2 separate regions of the Zea mays genome follow, and region 1 is linked to region 2. Evidence: chromatin contacts called from public Hi-C data. All regions are on one chromosome and are shown on one strand. Each heading gives the region's core, a stretch centred on a gene start, on an enhancer-like site or on the middle of the called end of the contact. The rest is flanking DNA. Distances are from core to core; before and after follow the strand shown.

The links. A called contact is a pair of places that touch in the nucleus more often than the background predicts.
Region 1: a Hi-C map of tassel shows a contact between it and region 2, with 4 times the contacts expected there. The contact joins the promoter of LOC109939147 here to the promoter of LOC100282348 in region 2. A contact is called at or near these places in 2 of 25 Hi-C or Micro-C datasets (leaf and tassel).

Annotation. Positions count from the first base shown.
Region 1 is chr4:191,815,225-191,819,450 of Zm-B73-REFERENCE-NAM-5.0, forward strand. LOC109939147 (Putative metacaspase family protein) reads right to left here and starts at 2,327. Exons shown (of 2, transcript NM_001349475.1): 1 at 1,842-2,327; 2 at 908-1,678. The coding sequence starts at 2,256. The coding sequence ends at 1,044.
Region 2 is chr4:191,677,162-191,681,663 of Zm-B73-REFERENCE-NAM-5.0, forward strand. It overlaps LOC100282348 (PME/invertase inhibitor-like protein), which reads left to right and starts at 3,176. Exons shown (of 1, transcript NM_001155260.3): 1 at 3,176-3,937. The coding sequence starts at 3,282. The coding sequence ends at 3,839. LOC100282597 reads right to left here. Exons shown (of 18, transcript NM_001155505.2): 18 at 4,151-4,442. The coding sequence ends at 4,320.

The DNA of each region.
Region 1 (4,226 bases), core at 1,077-3,576, 140 kb after region 2:
CACTACCTTGAGCTATAAAAAAAAGTGGTGAGCGACATTTAAGGTAATCCCTCAACTCTAACTAAGAGCATTCAATTTGACTCAAAAGAAGCTCCGGTTGGCAGTAACATAACTTACCACAACACACTCCACATCTTGAAGGTCTTGGTGCCCAACACTGTTGGAAGCTTGTAATATCTTTATCATTTGTGTTCATTGATCAATGATTAGCTAGAGTATGTAGGATATTATGCCGTTGCCATGTGAACCTCTATAAAAAGCTACTCTCTCCATTTTGTTTTAGTTGTCGTTGGATAGTGCAAAATTGAACTATCCAGCGACAACTAAAAAGAAACGGAGAGAGTATGTATTAAGGCTTTGATGCCATGCCTTCGTAGGCGTACTTTAGGGCATGTTTGGAAACAAGAGTATTGGAGGGATTGAGGGGGCTATAATCCCTTGCTATTCAAAATTAAATAACAAGGGATTATAGCCCCCTCAATCCCCTCCAATACCCTTTGTTCCAAACAAGCCCTTAGGGTGCGAGGACTTACATCTCACTCCCGTTAGTATCTTTTCTCTAGTAGTGTCATGTCATTGTTATGGCACAATTAATAATATATCTATGTGGTTATGGTCCTCACCCATTTAGGGCTTGTTCGGTTAGCTCTCAATCCATGTGGATTGAGCGGGATTGGATGAGTTTGAATCCCAAACAAGTCAAACTTCTTCACAATTTTTTCCAATCCCATCCAATCCATGTGTATTGGGAATAACCGAACAAGCCCTTACTATAGTAGAGGGAGTATTTGTTTGGTTTAACATGATGATAGAGTTGCACGTAGAATTACGTACAGTCGATATATAGTAGACAATAAAAGGATAAATTTGTCATGGCATAATCATGCTGCATTCATGGCTCATATTTCTCTCTGCATACGCACACGCATATGTAGTTATTTTATTAATAAATAATAATAATAATCGTACGCATAAATTGCAGCGGATCAAGCAAGCGAGTGTCGAGCGTGTGGATCATGCATGCATGGAACCCCTCTCCTTGCTCATTTGCTCTTGGCCTTGGTGCCGTCCTGTCCCAGGAACGGTGCGTCAGCGTTGGCGTCGCTGCAGTAGAGGCAGGGGTGTTGTTGGAACCCCTGGTCGCTCAACACCACCCTGGCGCGGCACACCACCTCGCGGTTTGTCAACGGCGCCGGGTGCGCCGCCAGCACGACCTGCAGCGCGGCGCTGAACGCCCCACACGCCCTGCCGCCGAGCGCCGCGTCGTCATCCTGCGCCACGTCCGCCGACGTCTCGTCCGTCTGACACCCGCTCAGCAGGATCCCGGCGTCGGCGCCGGCGCCGTGGTGGCCGTGGCGGTGGAGGACCTGGAGTTGGAACTTGGCGCTGGCGTCGGCGCCGAAGAGCGCCAGGAGGTGGTCGGCGACGTGCAGGTGGTGATGGTGCGTGGCCGCCACGCCCGACGCCGCGGACAGGTGGCCGAGCACCGCGGCGTACGGGAGGAACCGGCCGCGTGCGCCGAGGGGGAGGGGGAGGCTCGGGCGGTCGGCGCCGCCGGCGGTGGGCCCGATCTGCTCCTTCTCCTGGTCGATGAGGCCGCCGCTGTGGCACGAGTCGGACGCCATGGTGAAGGTGGCGCCCCGCGGCACGCGGTCCACCAGCTCCCGGAAGTCCACGTCTGCCAGCGGGCCGACGTCGCGTACGTTGCGTGCATGTGATCAGTAGTAAAAGTAATAAGTAATAGGTCACACAGACAGACAGAGACAGAGGTCAGAAACGACGACGCGGCGCCTCGCCGCCATGCTTGGACGGATCGGACGTGCGTAGACATGTACACGGACCTGTGATGAGGTTGAAGTCGCACGGCACGATGGCCTCGTCGTCGCGGCGGCGGCGCGGCCCGCCGCCGCCGCCGCCGACGGGCGGGACGAGCGTGCCGTGGCCGCTGAAGTGGAAGAAGAGCACGTCCCCGGGCGCCGCGCGCGCCACCATGTCATCCAGCGCGCGCCTGACGGCTGCTCCGGTCGGGAGCACGCCGCCGCCGCCGCCGCGCCCGTGCTGGTCGTCGGTGAGCACGGTGACGTCGGCAGGCGCGAAGCCGAAGCGGGCGAGGAGGACGGCGCGCATGGCGTGGACGTCGTTGATGCAGCCCTGCAGCTCGTACGGCGTGCCGGCGTAGTTGCAGCCCACCAGGGTGGCAAGCATCTTCTTCTTCTTCGTATCTCCCCTCGCCGCCGCCGCCGCCGCCGCATCCATGGTTGTTGTCCTCCTCTTCTAGCTCTACTGCTCTAGCCTCTAGCAGCTCTATCTCGTGTGCTTCGCGCGCGGTTGAGTGAGAGATGGATCTCCGCCGCAGCTCCATCCATGCATTATATATAAAGAACAACCGGTACAGTACGTACGATACGATCGAGCTAGTAGCTTACTTTGGTTGTTGAGTACGCGCGTTGCCTTGTTATTAATCTGTTGCTTGGCTTGTGGACGCAAGCTAAGGGAAGGACTACATTTGCCTTTGGACTTTGGAGTAAAGCAAGCAGCTAGCTGGACTGGACAAGGAGCTAGACAGCAGCAGGTGAGATCGATGAAGATGAGATGCATGAACCATCACGCACAAATTCATCCCGAACCAGGCAAAGACGTACGTGCTGTACTTAAGCTAGAGATGGCCAAACGGGCCGCCCGGCCCGGCCCGGCCCGGGCCCGGTGAAGCCCGGCCAAAAACCGGGCCGGGCCTGCTGTGCCATCGTGCTCAAGTTTCTGTCCAAGCCCGGCCCGCAGCGGGCCTAAACGGGCCGGGCCGGCCCGTTTAGCACGAAAAAACGGGCCAAAAAGCGGGCTAAGCGGGTCGGTAAGCACGTTTTAGTGTAAAAAAACCGGGCTTAACGGGCTTAGAGGTAAACGGGCCGTGCCGGGCTAGCCCGCCGTGCCTAGTTTCCTGTCCAAGCCCGCCCGCTTATTCTACCGTGCCGGGTTCGGACCGGGCCCAAAAAGCGGGCTTCGTGTCGGGCTCACGGGCCTCGTGCTTTTTGGCCATCTATAACTTAAGCTGAGACGGCCTAGCATCGAGTACATGCAAAAGCTCGTACGTACGTCCTAGCTACCTACCTAGCTGAGACGGACGTCAACAACAGTGCAGTTTTAGCTGTCAGCAACAACAATCCTAGCTTGGGGAGCTTGCATTGCATTGCGTGCAAGAAATGACGATCGAGTGTGCAGATCCGATCCGGCCGGTGCATTCTTATTACCTTCAATAGCGCTCTTATTACTCGCCGACCTAATTAATTAGTGTACTTAGGACGCAAGTCCTTGCCTAGCTTCAGCTTGCTTCCACGCCGAGGCAAGGTGATGAAGTCGGCCCAAGCCGTTTCTCTTTTTCCTTTCTTTTTTTTTCTTTTTTTTTTCTGGTTTCTTTTTCTCAAATTTTAGAATTCAAATTTAAACTCAAATTCTGTTGCGGAGTTCATTCTTGGACCAAAATATAGAAGTTCATATTTCAGTATGCACAAGTGCATTTATTTGCTTATACATATTTTCTTTTATATTTATATAGTACTTTCTTCCATTTCTTATTCTATTCATTTCAAATTGCTAGATTTAGGAACTCTTCTATTTTTATTATCATTATTATTATTTGATGTATAACACATAAACACGATGCACAAATTATTTTGGATGTCATTAGTTAATTGATCAATTTAAATGTGGGTGCCCACATGTTATAGTGGATAGAGAGTAATATATGTAAGGGAAGACATCTCCTTTCTTGCTTTGACAACTTGGGTATTACAGTCATCCACATCTTGCTTTAGATATCTCCCTTCGAAGGATACCAACAAATAGGTCCAACTACATGATCAGAATAAGGCCCGGACCATTAGAACCGAGGTACAATGGCGGACCTAGGTTTTTACTTAGGGTGTGCCATAAGAATTTTTGTCATATAAAATTTTATATGTATAACATATAATTTTGTAGTAAAATTATCTTTTCCACCATCTAGCATCCCAACCTGCAGCTCTAACAGGAATTTTCAATAGGAACTCTAACTTACAACTTTAATAGCAACCAACAGGAGAATTTGCTTATTGAATATCAATCAAACTCTAGTAAGATAAATTGACTGCCTAGAGCCCTAGACCAACATTGTTAGTCCTAATCAATCACCTTGGTTTTGGTTTCCTAGTCCACGATGTTATCCTTGAACTTGAGAAATCTCACAAGTTTCT
Region 2 (4,502 bases), core at 1,926-4,425:
CTGACCCTCTAGTAGTTGGGCGGTCCCTAGATAATATGGTGGCCCCTATTGAATCCACGACGAGCAGCCGGGCTGTTTTGGAATATGTATGGTGGTGATCGTATCCCACGAAGTATTGTGGGTATGATTTGTGTTAGGAATACCCCGCTAGCTGGTTAGTAATTGATTCAAATCGCCATCGCTCCTGGATAGTGAGCACTTGACTTGAGATATCTCATCATAGTTATAATCCTGAGGATGATTATATTGATTAGTTATGATGACATGAATAATTATAATCAAGAGTTTGGGGTACTTTTGTTTGTTTACTTAATGAGATACTTTCTGAATTTTATTAATCATTAAAGCTATAACTAGACATAGTGAACTGGCAATTGTCATCTAGCTAGGTGCTAACCTAGATTTGCAGCAGAATAGGTAATAATACTGAACTGCTAAAAGATGACTATTTATCATGATACCCCATAAGATGATAATAACTACTATATTTCATGTACTCTTCCAAAAGAAAGAGCTAGCTCCAGATAAAACCTTGCATGATCCTTGGTTTCTTTTACTTTCTTATTTCCTGATTTTGGACGGGTAAGTCTAGCTGAGTACATTCGAGTACTCAGGATTTATCCCACCATGTTGCCGGTGAAGATGTAGGCCTGCTGAGGATGGTGGATAAGTGTCGGTGGACTCGGCCTTCTATATAGTTATCTCATCTCTGATTTTTCTGGAGGATTGTCACTGGGCTAGCAATGTATTTCAAAACTATGGTTATATCTATATTGTTGAAGTTGTATTTCTTTCAAACCAAGTTTTGTACTTACACTCATCTACTTATTGGTAAACTTATTGTAATATTATTTCTGCTACAAAACTCCAGTATGTGAATGTGTATTTACTTATTCTGCGATCTTGGTTGTGAGTTGATTTACCGAGGTCCTTCGGGATACTCGGCGGTCTACTGGGTCTATAAAGGCTCAAGTATGTTTAAACAACCATGGAAGCAGATGATTTTGGTACTTGTGCTTTTATAGATTGGGCGGTCTCGTCAGAAAGGGTCGAGGCCCCGGCGGCAGCGGGCTCAGGTTCGGCTCCCATTGGGGTCCAAACGGCCTCCACGACGTTGTTTGTACCGACGGGAGTCACCCGACCCGTCACATCCTTCCCCCCCATCCCGTGGCTAGGCGTACTCCACACGCTTCAACCTTGCTTTTGGGGGCAACGAGGTGGGACTCGTGCCATGCTTCGTTCGAGCTTGAGAGGTCGCCGCGACATGGCATCGTTTGTTGTTGGCGTGGATGCGGCTTAGCGGTTGGTCTCTAGTTCACAACTCCTGGACATGGAGCTCTTGGCTTGTTGCTACACAGCAAGACCAAGGAGGTCTCGAATCTCTTGGTGGGCCTTCCATTCGCTTGGTGTTTCCGCCTTGGTGAGCTTGTCTAGAAACGCTGCAGCGGTTGCGACATTTTAGCTCGCTCGAGGGAAACAACGGGGTTTTATCGTCGTGGCGTGCTATCGCCCACTTGGCATGGTCGCCCCCCGTAGGCTTCCTTGTCTTTTTGTCGTGGATGTTGCTCGCTCCGTGAGAGGCTCAGGCCTAACGGTAGCTCCTAGGGAGGCGGGTTGAGCTGAGGCGGGGTGCGCTCCATGATGCTGGGTGAGTTCTCGCCCGGGCTCCCCACGTGGGGGAAATGATCTCCCGTGGTGTTGGCTGCAAGGCATTCCTGACTAGGGTCACAGCTTGCCTCGCTAGGCGGGGACGCGAGTCCGTCTTCCGACCTTGACAAGAGGATATCCAGGAACGAGTCTGGGACGTGGTCCAATACTCCCACTACCTCAGTACGATCGAGTGGTGGTGAGTTCTGCGACCTATGGTTCTCCTAAGGTGGGTTTAGTTGGAGGTCACTAAGACGTCCAACTACATCGGGCAAGTCACTTGCCAAGGGAGATAGGGCTTCCAAGGCCCTCGTCATCTCTCCTTTATTGACGCCGAAATCCAGACTCCCGAAGCGAATGGTCGTCCCGGGAGTCGAGTCTGTGTTGTAGTCGAGTATGGGGGCTTGTAGGTCATGAGCGCTATGCAACCTAAGGGGTCCGTAGGTCATGAGTGGAAAGCGAACTGGCGCCCACGCTGTAGCTTGGTGTCAGGCGTGGGATCCACTCGAGTGGTTCCCTTCCGTCCGCTCGTCCTCCCTTGTCAGGCTCCACCACGTCCGACCCCCGGACTCGGCACCACGGGGTTTGACCAGGGACGAGTCCTTCTAGGGCTGGCGCACCTAGCTCTTTCGAATGACTAACGGGTCCACCGACCAGGGGCTCTTTCCTTAGCGTGATCACTGATCGGTGGGTCCCAGGGACCGTGGATCATTTCCTCCGACAACATTGTACAACTACAAGTGATTGTTCCACTTTTGCATGCACCAGTTGTTAGAGATATGAACAGTATGCTATGAATAGTATAAGGGCCTGTTTGTTTACCCCCATGGATTATATAATCTGGATTATTTTTGGAGGATTATATAATCTGGATTATATAATCTGGATTATATAATCTGAGTAGTCCTGTTTGTTTACCCAGATTATTTGAGTTGTTAATAGGATTCTTTTGTATGAGGAAGACAAGAATGCCCTCTATATTTGTACTAGGTTGAAACTCATATATGAAAAAAATAATTAAATTGACATTGGCAAATATTGCATTAGCAATATTATCACGGAAGACATTCATGTCACCTTCTTCATCCCAAATTGACTAGTACTAGGCGCAAAAACGATTCGGTGGATTATAATGGCAATGGTGGGTAATTTCTAGAAAACTTGAAAGGGTAGTGGGGAAGTGGGAAAAAAATAATCTGAAATAAGCACCTCCTCACTTGCTTATGGATTATCATAATCCAAGGGGTTAGATTATATAATCTGGATAAATAAGCTGGACTGTTTGTTTGACTCTTAGGATTATTTAATCCAGATTATATAATCTGTGGGGTAAACAAACAGGCCCTAAGTTTGTTGCATATTTTGTACATCTATGACCACATGCTGAGCTGCCGGAGGCAGTTACAGGTGGCCGTTCCACCGTTGCATGCTAACCAACTGGTCAACGCCTTCTACCACCTATTGCGATCGACCCCTGTTTTCAGATATCAAATGCATATAAAAATGTGTGCTCATAAATGGGCAATTGGTGAATTGCACCATTAAATTCTAGTTGACAGCTGACACAATTGAAGTCAGTCTTTCTATATAAAATCCTTCTACCACCCATCCCCATCTCACATAGTACTAGAAAAATGGCCATGGCAGCCGCCACCGCGAATGCCATCTTGCTCTTGGCTCTCTTCTTCGCCGGCGCTCACGCGAATGTCCCATGCATACTCCCCGTATGCAAGACGGTGGGTGGCGGGAGCCGGTTCTTCGACGTGCAGTTCTGCCTGGCGGCACTCGGCTCCGATGGCCGGAGCGTCGACCACTGCCTCGACTACCAGGTCTACTCCGCCATTGCCGCTGACCTCCTCGCGGCCAACCTCACCGCTACGGCGGCCAAGATCAACGGCCTGCTCCGGAAGAGCGGCGGCTCCGCCGACGAGGCCACGACGCGCTGTCTCCGGTCCTGTCAAGCGTTGTACGGCGACATGGAACGGAGGCAGACTGGCTGCGCGGCTGCCGTCCGGGGCGTCAGGAAGGGTGAGGCCACCAGGTGCTTGGAGGAAGTCGCGTCAGCTGCTGAGGAGTGCGAGGACGGGTTCCAGAGGAGCAAGGTGGCGTCGCCGGTGATGGCGGAGAACCAGCAAGTGTTCAAGCTCGCCAAGCTCGCTGTCGCGCTGTTGCGCACGGTGTATGCTAGATGAATAGGCTTCTTCGTGCAGTATGTAGGCAGAAAATGTTGTTGTACTGGCAGTCTGGAACTGCCTTTTTCAGAATAATAATAATAATGACAAACTAAAAATGGTGTGACATTCTATCTAATTACTGTTTGATGTATCAAGCAAAGCAAACCAACCTGATGTGATTTTTATTTATTCACTGCCAGATTGCTCGCATGTTGGACCTTGCTAGGTGAGCGCGAATAAGGGTTTAGAGTCAACAACCATAGTTTGAATATCCATTTGTGTATAATTTTAGCTTTTTTATCATTTAAATACGTGGGAGCACGACAACATAGAAACTAGTGCTTTATATAATAGAGATTAGTATCAGCATCATGTCATTATACACAATACAAAGCCATGTGTTCAAGATGCTAACAACAGCTTGGCAACCCCTGTGGTTGCTGGTATTTGTGTACCACACTTCACACGTTGTATTGTATACTAGTGTACCAGCCTAGCTCACATCTCCGCTACAAGCTTGGACTGAGCCAGGGCGAGATCGAACGAGCTGAAGGAGCGAGGAGCCAGCGTGACCTGCATCTGCTCTGCAGCATTGCTCAGATCGCTCTTTACCGGCACAACCTGCCGCGCAATTGTTCACCGTCAGGTTTCGCATTCAGAATCACAAGATCGAAACCGAAA